Regions from separate parts of the Sus scrofa genome. Here regions 2 and 3 are each linked to region 1. The links are chromatin contacts, called in public HiChIP or PLAC-seq maps. All regions are on one chromosome and are shown on one strand. Each heading gives the region's core, a stretch centred on a gene start, on an enhancer-like site or on the middle of the called end of the contact. The rest is flanking DNA. Distances are from core to core; before and after follow the strand shown.

Region 1 (2,700 bases), core at 133-2,632:
AATATGCAGAATCTGTCCTATTAAAATATATTGATATGAAGGTAAAAATGAATTTGCTGAATTAGAGTAATGACAGATTCAAATTCAAAAATCAGTATTTCATACAACGATGTAAAAACGCTGGAAGACTTTTTTGACCAGCCCAGCTAAAATGTCCTAACTACTCCCCAGTCATATCACCATTTAATTCTTCTTAGTAGATTCATTTCTGGCTTATAGTGGGCGATCAATAACTGTCTGCTAAATGAACTCTATCTCCACTCTCTGGCCATAACTTAATGTCACTTCTCTGCTATTAAAGAATGCAGGTGTTCTGGCAAACGCATAACACCCCGCTTAAAGATGCACATACAACTCGGTGGAAAAAAAGGACATTCCATAAAAAACTAATTTGCTGTTTATTCATCAGAAACAGTTCACCGTTACATTTCCTACACCCTCAATTCGTATTTGAGCAGAGTCGTCTCTGATACACGATTTTACAGTACATGTACTAGTTCCCCCAAACTTTTAAACAACGTAGCTTTTTGTTATTCGCACTGCAACCTTGGGACAAATTTTAAAATGTCCTTTTCTTCAGTTTCCCCACCAGTGAAAGAGTTAATAAGTGTTATCCAATCCATAAACATAACCAAATAATAAGAGGCATGTACGGTTGCTAAGGCAACAGCAACGAAAGATGCACTGTACCAGGTTTTGTGCTAATTTGGTGGAAAATGCTCCGTCTTTAGGCCCATGTCACTTGGCACAGGTCCTCTCTCGGGGAACAATACGGCCTTCTCTCCAGGTAGAGGACTGTCCTGCATTCCCTTGCAGAAGGAAGGTCACCCACAAGGCTGCATTCGGGTTAGCGCTCCCCCCGGGCCTCCAGACCTCTCCTCCTCTCTGTTCCATCATACCAGAAACCTTGACTAACAGACCTCACCTGCCGGCTTTCTGAGGGTTCCCCAGGAGGCAGGGTGGAACGGGGTACCCAGTCAAGGACAAGAGGAGAAATGAGTCGGTTGGACCAAAGGAAAGAGTCTCATCAAGGAACAAACTCCGAGGGCCAAGGTACCTCAGCCTTCTCACCCAAACACGACCTCACCTTTTCCCTGGAGCCGCCGAGGATGGCTGCTCTGCAGAACCGTCTACACCGCAACGACCCCTTCAAAGGCCGATTTGCTTATTCAATATGGCGGCCTCGGGCATCTCCGTCAGCCAGTCCTGCAAGAACGGAAAGCCGGGAGGGACCAGAAACCCCAGTTCAACAACTTCCCGCGTAGATTGAGTTCAGCAACTTCCGTCAGTTTGACAGAGGGCGGGGCGGAGGGCGTTGCAGCCGGGAGCGGGGGCGGGGTAGAAGGGTTGGCTCAGACCTGCAGTTCCGCCGGAAGTGGCCTGGCGGCCCAGGCCGAACGTCTTCGGTCATCTCCGGTGCTTCAAAAGGCTCTTCTTGTAATCTTCCGAAGCCCTTGGCGATAGTAATTTGAGAAATATCCATTTTATTAATGATTTGCAAACACAGAGAAATACCGGTGGGCAATCTGTCGGCCTATTTCAGAGCCCTTGATTTTTACATTGTGGAAGCGTAAAGTGCTTTAACCTTTAACCTCTAACCTCCGGCCAGGGGCATCGGAGAGAAACGCCTCCGTCTCTATATAAGGAATTTCCGGGCTTTTTGCGGCCTTTTTCCTCTTAGCGTTAGGCTCCCTCGCCTGCGCTCCTTTTTTCCTCCGCTGCGGCCCAGTTCCCAGATCGACAATCGCCATGGGTTTTGGAGACTTGAAAAGCCCCGCCGGCCTCCAGGTGCTCAACGACTACCTGGCAGACAAGAGCTACATCGAGGGGTGAGCGGACCGGCAGGGGCGGCCGGGTGCGGTGGGGCCACGTGGCGCGGCCTCGGCTGCTGCTGGAGGAAAGGAAGCCTGGACCCAGGGCTCTCCCGGGGGAAGGGGCTGCAGAGAGAGAAGGGTTAAAGAGGTGCTTTCTTTTCGATTACTTGATTCAACTAGGTTTTTCTGCGTTTTGCTCAGTTAACAGATGGAAGCCTGTAGACATGGCGTTAGTGATTGCAATTTCCGAGGTCTACTAAGTGTCAGGCATGTCTCAGGATAGCGCGGAGAACTGAGTAGATAATCCCTGATCCTAAGGAGCTTTTTTTTTTCTCCTTTTCTCAAATAGCTAAAGCACCTTAGGGCCCCCTAACAAATGGGCGCGTTCTCATTCAATAATTTGAGGGTCGTAGCGTTTGTCATTTATTTGCTGGTGTTCGTAGCTTTTTTTTTTTTTTTTTTTTTTTTTGAGGTGTGTATAACTAGTTTTGTATCATGGACAGGTATGTGCCATCACAAGCAGATGTGGCAGTTTTTGAAGCAGTCTCCGGCCCACCACCTGCTGACTTGTGTCATGCCCTACGTTGGTATAATCACATCAAATCTTATGAAAAAGAAAAGGCCAGGTAAAATTATCTTTGTGTTCATCTGAAGAATGGACTGATTTTAAGGTTAAACTTGGGATTTTCGCGTGACAAATTAGGATTCTGGCGACTTCATGTTTGTTGGGATATTGTAAGCTAAATTTCTGTGACTTTAGAAGACCAAGAGACTGGAATTCTCCATTTTTTCATGTAACAGGTAGGACATGAACAATTTTGATAAAAAGCAAATCAGGTGAAATGGAAAGTTTTACTCAAGCCACAATGAGAATTACAACTTGTGA
Region 2 (2,700 bases), core at 143-2,642, 34 kb after region 1:
TTCAGGCAAATGCATCTCTTTTTCTGCTCCAGAGCAGGTTAAGTCTCAAATCGTGGTCTCTCTTGATGACCTGGACCACACATGGACTACATTTTCCCAAGAGCCCCTCCTCTGCTCTGCGACACCACTCTGATTCTTCTTGGCCTTAGTAGGGCAAGGGTAATTTCAAAGGATGCATATCCAAGTCCTGGCTTAACACAGGCGCAGGATATGGGTGAGAGAGAAGAAAATCAGAATGGGGAGTTCCCCTCATGGCTCATTGGTAACAAACCCAACTAGTATCCATGAGGACGTGGGTTTGATCCCTGGCCTCGCTCAGTGGGTTAAGGATCTGGCATTGCCGTGAGCTGTGGTCTAAGTCCCAGATATGGCTCAGATCCAGCATTGCTATAGCTGTGGTACAGGCTAGTGGCCACATCTCCAATTCAACCCCTAGCCTGGGAACCTCCATATGCCTCCGGTGCAGCCCTAAAAAAAAAAAAAAAAAGAAAGAAAGAAAAGGAAAGAAGAAAGGAAGCAAAGTTAAACCTGTTTCTAGTTCCCATCAAAGCCTCCAACCAAACCCCACTGTGAGGTTCTGAAGATTCCATTTTGTCCTCTCCATAACAGAGCCCTTGAGGGCAACAGGGTTCATCATGCGAGCAGCGCCCCCTAGAGGCCATCATGGCCCATCATCACATCTCGAGATGTTCATCTGGTCTTCAGTCTGTTTCTTATTAAAAGAAAGGAGAGCTATTTTATCTCAATACACTACTGTAGATCATATGCGATCCATCTCTGAACATCTCAACCCACTCTATCCATTCCAGGACGCTTTTACAATTATCCCAGCCATAGGAATATTTTCTTGTTGGTTTTCCCCATTGGTTCACCTACGAGTTTAGACTGCATGGCGTGAGGCCAAGATTAGGGTGCGGCAAGGCAAGCTGGATCAAGCACAGGGTCAGATCCTGACTTCACTTAAAATTATGATATTTTGTTCAGCATGTATTTTTCTTTTTTTTTTTGCATTAATTGTGATTACTGAAATTTTTGGTGCGTGTTAAATTTCGCCACAATTACCTCACCCTAGTTCCAGCCCTGCCATGACACTTGACCCCACTGACGTCCACGGTCTAGGTAGCCAGCCTGATGTGTTGAAAGAGCATTGGAACTTGGGAGAGGTGATTCTCTAAGTTTTTGTTCTACATTTCATTAGCCGTATGATTTTAGATGAGTCACCTTCTTACTTAGGACCCCAGGTGCCAAATCTGAAAAATACAGGTGGCATTTAGTTTAAACTTTTATGAGAGAGAAGCTCAAAGATAGCAGGACAACATATTCTAGCTCTTGTACTACTCTCTGTGCCTGCAAGTAGCACCAAGTCCAGTGCTTTACACAGAGCAGGTATTCAAAAAATGTTCTAGTAAATGTTTTTTTGAACATAGGAACGAAAATATGGACCAAAGTCCAAAACAAAGACTGCACAAATTAAAATCATACTGCAAATGAAAACAAAACCTCCCCAAACAAGAATACCGTCCCTCCTTCATTCCTTTCAAAGAAAAGAATGAATTTGAAACCATTGATCTTTCTGATTCTTTTAAGTATGGCAAAATCTCATTGCCTTTTTACCACAGGAAATATTCTGTTCAAATATTTTAGGTTTTGAGTGAACCAGACTGTGTAATCATCCATCCCTCAGAGATTTCTTTCCATCTAAAGATACCAGTACCACCCCGATGAGTCACATTTTATAAAATGTAACATCTGTGAGAAAAAGGTTATAAACATGCAGCAGTTCCTAAAACGGCTGTAAGAAAGAATTGCAGAAGAAAGAGAAAGTAACTGGTTGTCTGTATTTAGGTTTGTGCAATTGGAAAGTAGGGAGAGACAGTATTTGTGCATATAGCCCAAACTCCTTTTTATTTTCTTCTCTTCTTTCCTTGGCCAAGGAAGGAAGGGAGGAGGAAGGGTGGAAGGAAAGAAAAAGAAAGGAAGAGAGGGAAGGAGGAAGGGGAGGAGAGAGGAAAGAGGCAAGAAAAGACACTGGTAAAACATATGACTATATTTTCGGGGGGTTTTTGTTTGATTTGGGGGGTTTTTTTGTTTTTTTGTTTTTTGTTTTTAATCTTTTTAGGGCTGCACCTGCAGTATATGGAAGTTTCCAGGTTAGGGGTGGAATTGAGCTACAGCTGCAGGCCCACACCACAGCCACAGCTCACAGCAACACCAGATCCTTAACCCACTGAGTGAGGCCAGGGGTCAAACCCGAGTCCTCATGGATACTAGTCAGGTTCTTTAACACGGAGCCACAATGGGGACTCCATGACTATATTTTAAGAAATCTTTTCTTTATTCTTTTCTTTTTTTTTTTTTTTGGCTACACCAGTGGCATGCGGAAGTTCCCAGGCCAGGGAATATTATTTTGCAAATTGGTTCTGAACACAGTAAATAAGTTTTTGTTTTTTTTTTTTTTTTTTTTTTTTTTGTCTTTTTGGCATATTTTGGGCCACTCCCGCGGCATATGAAGGTTCCCAGGCTAGGGGTCTAATTGGAGCTGTAGCCACCAGCCTATGCCAGAGCCACAGCAACGCAGCATCCGAGCCGCGTCTGCAAACTACGCCACAGCTCATGGCAACGCCGGATCGTTAACCCACTGAGCAAGGGCAGGGACCAAACCCGCAACCTCATGGTTCCTAGTCGGATTCATTAACCACT
Region 3 (2,700 bases), core at 118-2,617, 52 kb after region 1:
CAGATCCTATGTTGCTGTGGCTGTGGCGGAGGCCAGCACCTGCAGCTTGATTCAAACCCCTAGCCTGGGAACATCCATATGCTGTGGGTGCGGCCCTAAAAAGCAACAAAAAAAATAAAAAAGAAAAGAAAAGAAATGCATTAAATAAAACCTTTGAAACAGGTTAACTTTATATTTGTGTGTGTTATACTCTACTTTTTTTTTTTTTTTTTTAGCTGTGCTGTGGCATGCATTCAGAAGTTCCCAGGCCAGGGATTGAACTCAAGCCACAGCCATGACAATGCCGAATCCTTAACTGCATGGGCACCATGGAACGTCAAAGACTTTTGGACTAAAGACCTATTAAAAGATCATTTTAAAAAAATAGGTAAGGGAGTTCCCTGGTGGCCTAGCCATTAAAGATGTATGAAGATGTGTAAAAGTTTGTGCAAAGATGTATAAAAATTGTATATGAAGTTTCTTTCTTGATCCCTCAATTTCCAAAACTTATTGACCTGCCATTCTTAGGATAATGATGGAACTAGACATCAAGACAGGGGGCAGCGCTCATTTAGAGGAATGGGTGGCATGGGCTGGGGCTTTTACATGCAATACTAAGCAAACAGGAAGGGCTAAAGACGAGAGAATTCATGGAGTTCCCTGGTGATCTAGTGGGTTAGGATTGGGCATTTTCACCACTAGGTTCAATCCCTGGTATGGGAACTGAGATCCCACATCAAGCAGCTACCCATCATGGCCAAAAATAAAATAAAATCATAAAATAAAATAAAATAAATATCAAAGGTGTACCTCTGTGATTCAAGATAGAAAGAGCGAGAATTCTGATACCACCCCAAGTTTGTACTGCTGAGGCAAATCCTTTCTTTAGGGACCCCAAACTCTCTTCCCTTCATCCACGCCTATCTGTTCTTCTAAAGGACAGTATGTTACAAACGAGGCCCTTAATATGACTGCTGGAATAGGAAGACCAATAAGCAAGACTAACACAATCCTTCTACACAGCCAGAACATTAACACAGTATCCAAATATGTGCAGCTTTCTTTTTATCTTTTTTTTTTTTTTTGCAGTCAGATAGAGTCCCTTTGTCTGCTACTCAGGCCAATGTTCTAGGCGTCCCCAAACTCCAAAATAACTGGTTAGATGTAGCCCTTTGCCTGATCAAGTCGCAGTTAGAAGACACAGAATGCCCTCCTGGGCCTGAGGATACACGATTGGCCTCATCCAAGTGGGGTGAGGAGAAGTTCCAGCAGCACCCCCCTCCCCAAGAAGTTCCAGTTTCAGCTGTTGGGCACCTGCTCTTGACTCAGCTCCTTTGGGAAGTCTTAACCCATCGGGCTGTTTATACAGAGCTGACATTTCTTTCCGGTCTTCTATGTCTGTCTTCTGTCACCCTGCTTAAACCTCTCTCTTCCCTGCCACTCCCTCCTCACCCCATGGTTTGATATAATCCAGATCACAAGCCTTTCTGGGCAATTTTTTTTTGGGGGGGGCTACACTCAAGGTTCATGGACATTCCTAAATCTGGGATCAAACTTGAGTCATAGCATCGACCAGAGCCACAGCAGTGACAACGCCAGATGCTTAACCCGCTGAGTCAGAAGAGAGCTCCTGGGCAGCATTTTATGGTGGTTAAGAACTGAGCCCTAGAGTCAGACTGCCTTGGTTTCTAGCTGCAGTGCCACTTACCATCTACCTGTGTGGCTTAGGGAAGTCTGTCAAAAGCTCTAAACCTCCATTTCTTCATAGTAAAGATAGGGATACAAATAATATCGCCAGGAGTTCCCGTCGTGGCGCAGTGGTTAACGAATCCGACTAGGAACCATGAGGTTGCAGGTTCGATCCCTGCCCTTGCTCAGTGGGTTAACGATCCGGCATTGCTGTGAGCTGTGGTGTAGGTTGCAGAAGCGGCTCGGATCCTGAGTTGCTGTGGCTCTGGCATAGGCCGGGGGGCTACGGCTCCAATTCGACCCCTAGCCTGGGAACCTCCATATGCCGCAGCAGCGACCCCCAAAATAGCAAAAAGACAAAAACAAACAAACAAACAAAAAACACACACAAAAAAACAAATAATATCACCAGAGGAGTTCCCATCGTGGTGCAGTGGTTAACAAATCCAACTAGGAACCATGAGGTTGCGGGTTTGGTCCCTGCCCTTGCTCAGTGGGTTAACAGTCTGGCATTGTCGTGAGCTGTGGTGTAGGTTGAGCTGTGGTGTAAGTTGCAGACGCGGCTCGGATCCTGCGCTGCTGTGGCTCTGGCATAGGCCGGTGGCTACAGCTCTGATTCGACCCCTAGCCTGGGAACCTCCGTATGCTGCGGGAGCGGCCCAAGAAATAGCAAAAAGACAAAAAAAAAAAAAAAAAAAAATCGCCAGAGCTTCTGTTGTGGCGCAGTGGAAACGAATCCCTAGTATCCATGAGGATGCATATTTGACCCCTGGCCTCAGGCAGTGGGTCGGGGATACAGTGTTGCGGTGTGTAGTGGGTGTAGGTTGCAGATGCGGCTCAGATCTGGCTCTGCTGTGGCTGTGATGTAGGCCAGCAGCTGCAGCTCCAACTTGACCCTTAGCCTGGGAACTTCCATATGCCGTGGGGGCAGCCCTAAAAATCAGGGGAAAAAAAATATATCTCCTTTATTGGGCAGCTTTGAGGACGAAATGAGACAATGGAGTGAAGCTCAGTGTCTGATACAGAGGCATC

What was found. HiChIP or PLAC-seq counts read pairs in DNA pulled down with a chosen protein or histone mark.
Region 2: an H3K27ac HiChIP or PLAC-seq map of skeletal muscle shows a contact between it and region 1. The contact joins the enhancer-like site here to the promoter of EEF1B2 in region 1. A contact is called at or near these places in 7 of 47 Hi-C or Micro-C datasets (alveolar macrophages, blood, embryonic fibroblasts and 2 more) and 1 of 2 datasets of contacts at active chromatin or transcription factors (skeletal muscle).
Region 3: a contact with region 1 is called in an H3K27ac HiChIP or PLAC-seq map of skeletal muscle. The contact joins the enhancer-like site here to the promoter of EEF1B2 in region 1. A contact is called at or near these places in 9 of 47 Hi-C or Micro-C datasets (embryonic fibroblasts, fetal skeletal muscle, heart right ventricle and 5 more) and 1 of 2 datasets of contacts at active chromatin or transcription factors (skeletal muscle).

Annotation. Positions count from the first base shown.
Region 1 is chr15:109,450,519-109,453,218 of Sscrofa11.1, forward strand. It overlaps EEF1B2 (eukaryotic translation elongation factor 1 beta 2), which reads left to right and starts at 1,383. Exons shown (of 6, transcript NM_001243524.1): 1 at 1,383-1,829; 2 at 2,318-2,440. The coding sequence starts at 1,750. NDUFS1 (NADH-ubiquinone oxidoreductase 75 kDa subunit, mitochondrial) reads right to left here and starts at 1,295. Exons shown (of 19, transcript XM_003133603.5): 1 at 1,088-1,295.
Region 2 is chr15:109,485,004-109,487,703 of Sscrofa11.1, forward strand. It overlaps a transcript of GPR1 not described here. Among named protein-coding and RNA genes, the nearest start is that of GPR1, 15 kb to the left of the region's middle. Within about 2 kb of position 1,393, at least 14 of the 83 cell types and tissues checked have an H3K27ac peak or open chromatin away from gene starts, as enhancers often do. A contact at or near this core is called in alveolar macrophages and skeletal muscle, where this site is marked.
Region 3 is chr15:109,502,749-109,505,448 of Sscrofa11.1, forward strand. It overlaps a transcript of GPR1 not described here. Among named protein-coding and RNA genes, the nearest start is that of GPR1, 32 kb to the left of the region's middle. Within about 2 kb of position 1,368, at least 6 of the 83 cell types and tissues checked have an H3K27ac peak or open chromatin away from gene starts, as enhancers often do. A contact at or near this core is called in embryonic fibroblasts, retroperitoneal adipose tissue and skeletal muscle, where this site is marked.